Regions from separate parts of the Mus musculus genome. Here regions 1, 2 and 4 are each linked to region 3. Evidence: chromatin contacts called from public promoter capture Hi-C data. All regions are on one chromosome and are shown on one strand. Each heading gives the region's core, a stretch centred on a gene start, on an enhancer-like site or on the middle of the called end of the contact. The rest is flanking DNA. Distances are from core to core; before and after follow the strand shown. Region 1 holds the start of AW146154 (expressed sequence AW146154). Region 2 holds the start of 1600014C10Rik (RIKEN cDNA 1600014C10 gene). Region 3 holds the start of Zik1 (zinc finger protein interacting with K protein 1). Region 4 holds the start of AI987944 (expressed sequence AI987944).

Region 1 (2,721 bases), core at 128-2,627, about 31 Mb before region 3:
TCTTACAAGAATAGAAATCACAGATTCATCCATAATTTGGAGAGGAGCTGGGTCTGGCACTGTGCAGTTGGGGGCAGAGCTCTGGACATTACAAAGCTATCCAATGAGCCCCAAGTGCTATTTGTGAATTGTCTATCTCCAAATCTACCTTATACATACTTGGTGTTCTAAAATGTTAAGTTTTTCTCGACCCAGCTTTCCTGCCAGCTAGACACAGGTAGGAGAAGGCAGAAGAAGTATCTGAGCCTGGGGTAGAGTCTGTAGCTTCTGAATACAATCCAAGTCAGAGCATCTCATATTGAGAGACAACTTCACAGTCAGTTAGATGCAGGTGGGGTCGGAACTATGTATGCTGCACCCGGAGCTCCCTGAGCCACTGTGCCTTACAGCCTTAAGTCAAAACACACAAAGACAGATCAGATACCTAAGACAACGATATTTAGAATTGGCCTTTTCTGCTTCTAAGTCCGTAAATTCTTATATTGTGCCTTCCTCTAATTTAGTCGCCCCCCTCCCCCACCCTATGGTAACACACGAGGAAGCACTAGACAAGTGGACAAAACACAAAACAGGAGTCAACAATATAGATTGAATTGGTGTTACACAGAGGTTTCATCAATCTAGGAGAACTTAACCGATGGGAGACTGTTTCAGCGGACTCCTTGTATAATCCCTGGAATTCCTGGTATCCTCTGGAAGTCTCTGATTAGTTGGACAGCCTAGGCATTGGGACCTAGCTGAAGTTCTCAAGTGCGGGGTTACTTAAGTTTCTACCTCCCAGCGTCAGTAGAGGGCGTTTCCAGAGCTCCCATGGCAAATAACTGATCAGAAAATAACTGATGGCCCTGGATGAACTCCCAATTACGTAGAAATTACTAAAACAAACAAGCAAACAAACAAACGATAGGTATCTCTCAATTGCCCGAACGGGTGTACAAACTCCATCCCCTTAACCAGAATCCAGGAACCAACAGGAAGCTTACTGTTTTTCTCCGAGTCTGCCATTCACCCCGGGAGTCTGCAGAGGGAACGCATTTCCCGGAGACCTTGGCTGGGTCAGCCCACCCCTCGATTATCCGGAATGAAGAGCGAATTTGGGACCATTATTTCCTTATGCGCTTCCATACCTTAAACCTGAGTTTTATTGGAAAACCAAATCAACCATTTCCGTCCAAATTTGAAGCAACCGTTTATTAAATATTAAGTACTGACCAAGCGGTGGATCTGGATCAGAAATATCCACAGAATTTCCCAGCTGGGATAGCCCCCGGTCACATGTTGTAGGGCTTTATACAGATAATCAATTTGGCCACCGTACTTTCCCACGAGGACTTGTTACTTACAAAGAACTACAATTCCCAGCATTCCTAGAAGTAACCTGGTTCCTGGGCAGGTGAGGCTTACAGGTCAAATTTGGGAATTACAATTTTCAAGCTTGATTTCCATTACATATCCACCTTCATTTCCGGAGGAAGAAGGGGAAGTGCCTAATGAATAAAGGTAGTTCAAGCAAGCTCCAGATTCCACCACGACTTAGAAAGCGCAGGGTCGTTGTTTACAAAGGGGAGGAGCAGGCAGCTGGGCGGCAGGAGCTGAGGTGATGGGTCCTTCCCGGTGCGGGATGGAAAGACAGACGGGTAGAATACAGACACAAGTGCTACTGAAATGCAAATCTCTATGTATCTGGAAAAGGTCTGGTACTGTACTGGAAGACCCGGCCAGCAACCATCATGCGGAGTCTCATCTGCACACCCTAACCCTCAGGGAGGTACTCGCGTTACTCAAGACTTAAGGGCCAATCAGAGCCTTGAGGTGGACCTGCCAGTCAGAAAAGGAGGCGGGATCTTCCGGGTGCCTTGCGGCAGCTTCAGCTCTGTAGCGGAGCGGGCTGGAAAAGTTCTGATTGTTTTTCTCTAAGCGCTGCTGCTGGGTGCTGTGAGGGAAGCTCTAGCAAATTGCTAATTCGCGACATGGTGAGTGCAGAGCCACTGCCCACAGGGGGGAGGAGCAGGCAGTTGTGTTGCAGGAGCTGGTATGGTGGCTTGTCCCTGGGTCTGGGTGGTAAGTGTGGCCAGATCTGACCACCTGTTACTTCCCTTTTTGTCCTAGTCATTCCCTGAACCCAGCAGTGGATGTGAATAACTTCGCTATGAGGGCTGCATCTGCTCAAAGCATCTGGCACAGAGACTTGTGTGTGGAAACATCCTTAGCAGGATGTCAAACTCAGGCCTAGTTTCTCTTTACTTCTAAAAGTTAACTCCCCTATCATTTAACATTTAGCTGTAAGACCTATTTGGAGTTAATTCTGTAGAGGTTGTAAAAGGCATTTCATGTTGGGTAGCACTCCAATATCAAACTGTGATGAAGAGTAGAATTGATGATGTTAAAGGATTTACCAATGCTTAGGAGATAGTAAGGGACAGCAAGTAGAGTTTAGCTGAGGGAGGAATGCCTCTGAGACACCCTACAGATAAGTAGTGTGCTAACCAGACCCGTTAGAGATCAGGATGCTAGGATAGATATATTTGTTCACTAGGATTGTCCAGAAAAGTGCTCCAGTGCTTAACAAAGGAGGCTACTCTGATTGGCAACCAGCCACTAGGGCCATCCTCATAGCAAAGAACTGGCTGCTCAAGGGAGCGTTCTAGAGTCCCAATCAACATTAAAGGCTGTTTATCACAAAGTGCTGCTAGTTTTCTTCTTGAGAAAAAGCATAGTTCT
Region 2 (2,700 bases), core at 144-2,643, about 28 Mb before region 3:
TTCTTCAGGCTCAAGAAATTGAAAGGTAACACGCCCCATTCTCCTCTTTCCAGGGGCCACCTCTGTCTGTCTGCGAGGAAGAGATGGGGGGCGCAGAAGACAGGACCTTCCCACGGGAGCAGAACGACTTCAATAATGCTGTCCTCAAAACAGGTCCTGTTCACCGGAAGTCCATCTGCCAGCCATAGGGAAGACAAAAGCTAACTGGGAGCCCTGATGTCCTATAGTCACCCAGACTGGAGGGAAGATGACAGCAGGGCTCCCATACACAGAGGAGGTGAAAAACTCAAACCTTTGGACAGCAGCCTGACCTGAGTCCAATCAAGTTGTGAGGAACAGAGGAGGAGGCCTCAGAGTAACAGGGGGCTCCATGTTCTTTATAGCAATCTTAGACGAAGCTGGGATTCAAATCCCCAGAGTAGAGGGAGGAAATGTGTCAGGGGTAGGGGGTGGGTAAGGGGAGGCTGCAGGGAGAAACAAACAGAAACTGAGTGGAAAACAGGTCTTTGGCCAAATAGCAATATTTGCTCCCCTGTCTGGAATTCCCCAGTTGTACTCTGTCCTCTGTGAAGTTCATCACCCTGTTCTTCCAGCCTACTAAGTTGTTTACTTACTTGATTGTTGGTATTTAAAAATAAGAAGATATCGAGGGTGTGCTGGCTCCCTCCCATAACCCCAGCATGGGGGAGGCTATGGTAGGACTCCCAGATCAAGACCAGTGAAGGTTACATAGTGAGACCCAGTCTCAAACTAACAGCAATAATACAATCTTACATATATCTTAGATCTTCCTAATTTCTCTTGAAAGATCAGAAGTGGTCAGTGGTAGGTTCGCTACATAGCTCGCAGAGTTAACTGACACCCATCACTCAGCAGCACCGTGCCCTCTGCACCCGGCCATGCATGCACCTTATCTACTTAGTCATAGAAGAACGTTTTTCAACAACAGCTCCAATTAATCTGGCCCTTTGATCCCCTGACATTCATTCCTGGCCATCCCTAAGCTAGAGCCCAGATTTCCTCCCTCTCTGGGCCAAGCACAGCAGTCCGCTAGGCAGAAGGCATAAACTGTGGGAAGACACCGCACCGCGCACGCGCACTCCCAAGCATCCAGGTTGCGGCTGGAAGCGCACGGAGCTGCTGACTACTCCAACCTCGGCGCTGCAGCTTAGGCCTTCAGTGTCTCAGGTCCTTTGCATTGAGATGAACAGCTCTAGCACTGGGCCTGACACCGTAGGGTCCCCGACCGGCTTCGCAGACCCCGGCTTCCCCGCGCGCACCTTTACCGAGCTGGAGTCTGGGACCGCCAAGGCACTGAGGCCGGCTCTGCTCTGCCAGCTCCAGAGAGGCGTTCACAGGCCACCGCCACCCTGGCTCCGCCCTCCCACCTTCCGGCTCCGCCGGCCTTCCGGGTCGCCGAGCTCTGGGTCCCCATGAGTCTGGGTCCTCAAGATGGGACAGGCCTGGGGAAAGATCTTGATGGCGGGGCGAGGCGTCCCTTCCGCGCCCCAGCGTCTGATTGACTGACACCAAGACCCAGGCTAGGAAGCTCTGTGCCTGCGGAAATGGGGAGCATCTGGGAGGGGACTCTGTGTCGCGAGGACCCGCTGCCCCCACTTCCTCTCCGCCTGGCCACCCCACTCAGTGCCCAACCTCACGTTTAGGATCTGGGACGGTTCCTGGAAGGTTCTCCTCGATCGCCCTTTGCGCTGGCTGGGTCTGTGACTTGCCGGACCCTTTCTCCCACAGGGTCCTGGACCTGGGAGATGATAGAGGGGCTTGGCTGTCAGGAGCGACTGCTGGTTAATTAACGCTGGGGCCTGCGTGGGACGCGCAGGGGCTGGTATAGCTTTCAGACCTCCTAAGACCAGAACAGAGCCCACTCCACTTGCAGGGCAAAGGGAGCCACTCAGAAAGAGAGCAGAGTAACAGAAAAATCCAGAGAGGCCTAGGGAGCAGTCCCCGCCCCCTGGTCCCAAGGACTCTAGGGCTGGCCTGAAAATATGCCAAATCTGGTATCTCTCCCAATACTGAACTTTAACCCTGAGCAAAGTCTTGAGTACGCACGGTTGTCAGTGACAAACTAGATACAGAGGGACTGGGCTAGCCAATGCCACCCAAATAGAGAGTGTGGCGAGCGAACTCCAGTCTAGGTCCAAGTGGCCCCTAGCGCGATCTGCCAGGTGGGGGTGGAGAGCTGCTGCGGGCATACAGATGATCTGTGCAGGGCCATATTATTTCTTCTTTTCTGTCTTCTTAGAAGGCCTCGAACCCCTTTTAACATCAAGATTCTCCTGGCTGGAGTGGAAAAGTCTGTGCGTTTTCGAGTAGGAGCTTTTGCCCGAGTTTGGGTGACTTTCAAGAGCCAAAGTTAACTGAGGCTAAGAATAGATTAGCTCCTTGCTCTCTGTGGAGCTATGAGGTGAGGCGCTTCAATGTCCCCCGCGGGCAGCGCCCTCTGGTGGCAAGGTCGAGAACCGGACTCGCTTGTTTTCTCCTTTGCCTAAATATCAGAAGTATGTAGCAATGATGGGAACAGGAAAGTTCAGTGGAGAATAGAGACTAGGCTATAAGACATCCACACCGACGATGAATAAAGCCCTAAAATTATCACCCTGACACCTAGAAGTGTTCCTAGACAGCCAGTAGCGGCTGAGGCCGTCTGTGAAAGAGGTGCACAGTAGGTGTGTGTACATCCAC
Region 3 (2,719 bases), core at 179-2,678:
CCTTCATTTCTTTCTACAGTCTCCTTAAAATGTGTAATAATGTATGTATAGCTTTGTTGCATAACTGTTAACTGTGAGATTGAAACATTCCATTCTTAAGTAGGCAGTTGAGACAATGCAAAATAGCTTCAGAAAGTGCCCCCCCCCAAAAATGAGATTTTCAAGGCACATTTTTCCTTAATAAACCAAGCTGCAAAGAAGACTGCGTCCAGACCAGTTAGTTTCCTAGAAGTAGTAGAAAGCTCAGCTAGCCACTTGGAAATTTAGACAACTGAGTATCATTGAAAAGACACTCCAACCTGTTCAATTGACTTTCACTGTTGGTATTTGTTGATATTTTAGTTTGACTCATGCTCTGTAACCATGCTAGCCCAGAACTAATAATTCTCTTCCCTCTGGCATCCTTTGTAGGAATTGCATGGTGTACATCAGCATGAGTTACAACTTTAGCTATCTCTGGTCCTGAGATTGATGGATGCCAAATATACAAATACAGACAAACACAAAACTTTTCATATGCTAGGAGTTTAAGATTTGCTTGAACTCTGTTTAACTTTGTCTTTTTTGTAGTTGTGTACAAGAGTTACATTTAGTTTATGGCCAGTTGGTGGCTGCTGCTCTCTACCTCTATAAGCGGCGCCCTCAGGAGAGGGCGAGTTGCAGAACTTGCTGGCCTCACACAGATCCTGATTTCTTTTTTTTCCTGGAGAGGCAATTTCTGCTTTTTATTGATATTCAGGCTAGTCAGCCAACTTTCTAGCTACCGGACAGATCTAGTTGAAGCTTAAGGAGCTGTGTGTGTTCTCTTAGGGCAACACTGAAGAAGAGGCAAATCAAGTGCCATAGGAGTGGTATTAGAATACAAAGGGAGGGGGTATTTAAGCAGACAACAGGGAAATGTAGGAGTCACTATGGATTTAAATTCGACTCCCTGCAAGTGGCTTCCAACAGTGGACTAGGAGGCCAAGTGCCCTGAGCTAGTTCAAGAGGCTAGGCATGGGCTCTCCATCGGATGTCTGCCCAGCATTTGGGTACACATGGAGAAATCCCGCAGTTCCCCCGGAGTTTGAGTTCATCTATACAACCACAGCCTCTTTTGACCTCCAGTCTAGCATCCTTGTATTCTGTTTGCCCCCAAGTTGGAAAACACTGGGGTGGGTGGCCCCAGACTATGGCCGAGGACTTCAGAAAAGAAGACAGATGAAAAGGGTTGTTTGCTAGCGTACATGGCGCTTCCCAGCACACATCCCTTTTGGCCTTTGTTCCAGGTGATGAAGTTGCACAGCTTCCCCACCCACAGACGCATATCTGAAGGAACTACGTTACCCAGAATGCACTATCCACAGAGAGAGGAGCATGAGCCAATGAGAATTTAGGATAGTACCATCTTCGGGTTTGGCTGGAGGAATGGGGCGGGATTTCCGGCTGCGCTCTGTGGCGCTCATTTTAGCGGTTTTTGGGTCCCTCCTTCCAGATCGTGTGCAAGACCCCTTTGTCCAGAGGTGTACGGATCGAAGAATCTCAAAGGAGCGGTTCTAAGGGCGTAATATTCATCGCAGCCCCGGCACTGACAGTGGCAGTATTGTCCAGGTCCCTCGTCCCCGTTTCCCCGTTGTCTGCGCTCGCTTACTTGGATGGCTGTGCCCACGCTCATGCACCAGGCTTAGGTAAGTGGTGCGACATTTGTGGCTCCCTTGTCCTCGCCACTTATCTTGCAGAGTCGGAATTAGGGAGTCCCCTTAAGTCGCTACTCCCCAGATCCCTGTATTAGTAGGAGTACGTGATTCGGCTTTTCTATTTGCAAAGCTACAATGAGGAGGCGGAGTGGTACAGCCAGGGCCATAGTGTGTGTAATTTCTTGGAGCGACGCTGAAGTGTGGACTATTTAGGCCCGTAATAATGAGATGAAGTGTTGTACCATTTTCCCCATGACAGGAATTCGTGTTATGGAAAAACTACACAGACTTGAGTGTGGGTTTTAGGGTTTCCAAAAAGCTGCTGCTCGTGATGAGAGTATGTATGTATATATGTATGTATATTCTCATCTCAGCTAGTTCTTGGACCACCCTAGGGTTTTCCAACCTGGGAGTTGTGTGGAGATATATTATAGGCCAGTTGAGTCATTGTTCAAGGGTCCATAAGTAAGCACAAGCACTGAGGATTTAGGATCAGATGTAACGAGGGCATCCCTATGTCACTTTGCTCCGGGTTGGGAGAGGGTATAGGAAAACCTAAAGCTTTGGGTCCCTGCCATCATTCATAACATCTCTCATCTCACAGGTGTCCATGACTGCAGAAATGGATATGGCCCTCATGCAGGTGAGGAGAATATGTCCTAGGCTGTCACTGAGATATTTGTCTTGAGTCAAAGGGGCCTTAACAAATTGAAGATTGGAGTAGTTCCTTTTGGTAACAAACAATAGAATGTGATCTGTAAGGTTGACGCAGGCATTGATTGGCATGTGTAAATGTTTGGAGATGAGGCTCATGTGGTTCATAGAACCCCAAGTGTTTTCTTCTGAGGGAAGTGAAAGCAGCAGGGCAGGATTCAGATCTGGAATGAATCTCAGCGTTCTGCTTTAGAGTGATGAGAGTAATTCAACATTTAGGGAAAGGAAAGGGAAGAGGAGGGAGGTGATCTAATCTTAGTCACATAAGCCTCCATGTTTCTGTGGCATGGAGAACCCAGTTATTGTGAGGAAGTCAATAAGACCATGGG
Region 4 (2,700 bases), core at 14-2,513, about 31 Mb before region 3:
TGCCACATACTGGGCCACTGCAGTTTCTGTCACCCAGCGTCAGTAGATGGCATTTCCAAGGCTCCAAGGCAAATAACGGATCAGAAAATAACTGATGGCCTTGGATGAACTTCCAACTACGCAGAAATTACTCAATAAATAAATACATAAAAATAAAGAATAAAAAAGTAAAATAAAAAAATAGGCGTCTCCCAATTGCCCGAATGGGGTGTACAAACCCCATCAATTTCACCCTGTTTATCAGACAGGGTATCTCTTAACCATAATCCAGGAACCAACAGGAAGCTTACTGTTTAGAGTCTGCCATTCACCTTGGGATTCTGCAGAGGGAATGCATTTCCTGGAGACCCTAGACACAGCTGGGTCAGCCCACCCCTCCATTATCCGGGATGAAAAGAGAATTTGGGGCTTTTTCTCTTCCTCCTCCTCCTCCTCCTCCTCCTCCTCCTCCTCCTCCTCCTCCTCCTCCTCCTCCTCCTCCTCCTCCTCCTCCTCCTCCTCCTCCTCCCCTCCTCCTCATCCTCCTCCTCCTCCTCCCCCCCCCCTCCTCCTCCTCCCCCCCCCCCACCACCATTTCGGTCCAAATTAAAAGCAACAGTTTATTAAATATTAGGTACTGACCAAGAGATGGACCTGGGTCAGAAATATCCGCAGAATTTCCCAGCCGGAATAGCCCCCGGTCACATATTGTAGGGGTTTATACAGATAATCAATTTGGCCACCGCACTTTCTCACGAGGGTTACTTAGAAAAAAAAACTACAATTCCCAGAATCGCTAGAAGTTACCTGGCTCCTGGGCCGGTAACGCTTACAGGCTAATTTTGGCAATTACATACGCAAGCTTGATTTCCATTACATATCCACCTTCATTTCCGGAGGAAGAAAGGGAAGTGCCTAATGAATAAAGCAAAGGTAGTTCAAGCAAGCTCCAGATTTCCCGATTTAGAGAGCTAGGGAGGGCAGGGTCAATTCCTACAAAGGGGAGGAGCAGCCCGAGCTGACGCGGTGGGTTCTCCCCAGAGCTGGATGGGAAGACAGACGGGTATGCTTTTGGAAAACAGGCACAAGCGCTACTGAAATTCAAATCTCTGTGTATCTGCAGAAAGAATGATACTGTAGTGGAAGACCAGGCCAGCAACCAAGCGGAGTCCCATCTGCACATTCTAACCCTAAGGGAGGTTTAATGGCCAATCAGAACCTTGAGGTGGAGCTGTTCATGTTACGCAAGACTTAGTGACCAATCGGAGCCTTGGGGTGGATTTGTCAGTCAGGAGAGAAGGCGGGACCTTCCGGGTTCCTTGCGGCAGTTTCAGCTCTATAACGGACCCTGCTGGAAAAGTTCTGATTGTTTTTCTCTAAGCGCTGCTGCTGGGTGCTGTGAGGGAAGCTCTAGCAAGTTGCTAATTCGCGACATGGTGAGTGCAGAGCCACTGCCCACAGAGGGAAGGAGCAGGCAGTTGTGTAGCAGAAGTTGGTATGGTGGCTTGTCCCTGGGTCTGGGTGGTAAGTGTGGCCAGATCTGACCACCTGTTACTTCCCTTTTTGTCCTAGTCATTCCCTGAACCCAGCGGTGGGCTGTGAATAACTTCACTATGAGGGCGGCATCTGCTCAAAGCATCTGGCTCAGAGACTTGTGTGTGGAAACATCCTTAGCAGGATGTCAAACTCAGAGAGGCCTAGTTTCTCTACTTCTAAAAGTTAACTCCCCCATCATTTAACATTTAGCTGTAAGACCTATTTGGAGTTAATTCTGTAGAAGTTATAAAAGGCATCTCATGTTGGGTAGCACTCCCATATCAAACTGTGGTGTAGAAGAGTAGAATTGATGATGTTAAAGGATTTACCAATGCTTAGGAGATAGTTAAGCGACAGCAAGTAGAGTTTAGCTGAGGGAGGAATGCCTCTGAGACACCCTACAGATAAGTAGTGTGCTAACCAGACCCGTTAGAGATCAGGATGCTAGGATAGATATATTTGTTCACTAGGATTGTCCAGAAAAGTGCTCCAGTGCTTAACAAAGGAGGCTACTCTGATTGACAACCAGCCACTAGGGCCATCCTCATAGCAAAGAACTGGCTGCTCAAGGGAGCGTTATAGAGTCCCAATCAACATTAAAGGCTGTTTATCACAAAGTGCTGCTAGTTTTCTTCTTGAGAAAAAGCATAGTTCTGCCATATTCGCAGGAGAACACCGGCTGGCAACTCTTTGAAAAGGGAAAACACTGTTGGGTCCAGGACTGGCTTGATCAAGCAAGGCTTTCTGTGAGGCCCTTATGTATAGAAAATGGCATAGCTCTTTCTCAAACCCAGGAACATGCTTGACAGAGCCAGGTAGGCCCTCATGTATTGAGAGTAAAATAGAACTTTTCTTTTTCTTTTTCCTTTTTTTCTTCCTTTGTCTTTATTATTAGTAGTAATTATTTTACTTATTTACATTCAAATGTTGTCCCTTCCTGGTCTCCCCTCCACAACCTCCATCCCATCCCCTCCCCTTTGCCTCTATGAGGGTTCCTACCCACTCACCCACTCCTGCCTCACCCTTCTAGCATCCCCCCCTACCCCCAGGGGGGCAACAAGCTTCCACAAGACCAAGCTCCTCCCCTCCCATTGATGTTAGTTAAGGCAGTCCTCTGCTACTGCTACATATGTAGCAGGAGCCATGAACCCACTCATATATACTCTTTGGTTGGTGGTTTAGTTC

Evidence for each region. Promoter capture Hi-C pulls out the DNA fragments that hold promoters and counts their contacts.
Region 1: a promoter capture Hi-C map of pre-B cells shows a contact between it and region 3. The contact joins the promoter of AW146154 here to the promoter of Zik1 in region 3. A contact is called at or near these places in 5 of 39 promoter capture datasets (cranial neural crest, frontonasal cranial neural crest, maxillary cranial neural crest and 2 more).
Region 2: a contact with region 3 is called in a promoter capture Hi-C map of the HPC-7 cell line. The contact joins the promoter of 1600014C10Rik here to the promoter of Zik1 in region 3. A contact is called at or near these places in 4 of 39 promoter capture datasets (the HPC-7 cell line, cranial neural crest, frontonasal cranial neural crest and 1 more).
Region 4: a contact with region 3 is called in a promoter capture Hi-C map of second pharyngeal arch cranial neural crest. The contact joins the promoter of AI987944 here to the promoter of Zik1 in region 3. A contact is called at or near these places in 5 of 39 promoter capture datasets (cranial neural crest, frontonasal cranial neural crest, maxillary cranial neural crest and 2 more).

The regions. Positions count from the first base shown.
Region 1 is chr7:41,498,546-41,501,266 of GRCm38.p6, reverse strand. AW146154 (expressed sequence AW146154) reads left to right here and starts at 1,377. Exons shown (of 4, transcript NM_001033530.3): 1 at 1,377-1,973. The coding sequence starts at 1,971.
Region 2 is chr7:38,182,480-38,185,179 of GRCm38.p6, reverse strand. 1600014C10Rik (RIKEN cDNA 1600014C10 gene) reads right to left here and starts at 1,393. Exons shown (of 4, transcript NM_028166.3): 1 at 1,281-1,393. D530033B14Rik (RIKEN cDNA D530033B14 gene) reads left to right here and starts at 1,398. Exons shown (of 1, transcript NR_165180.1): 1 at 1,398-2,608.
Region 3 is chr7:10,494,090-10,496,808 of GRCm38.p6, reverse strand. It overlaps Zik1 (zinc finger protein interacting with K protein 1), which reads left to right and starts at 1,428. Exons shown (of 4, transcript NM_009577.3): 1 at 1,428-1,667; 2 at 2,281-2,319. The coding sequence starts at 2,287.
Region 4 is chr7:41,391,942-41,394,641 of GRCm38.p6, reverse strand. AI987944 (expressed sequence AI987944) reads left to right here and starts at 1,263. Exons shown (of 5, transcript NM_001199330.1): 1 at 1,263-1,415. Gm17102 (predicted gene 17102) reads right to left here and starts at 944. Exons shown (of 2, transcript NR_166533.1): 1 at 622-944.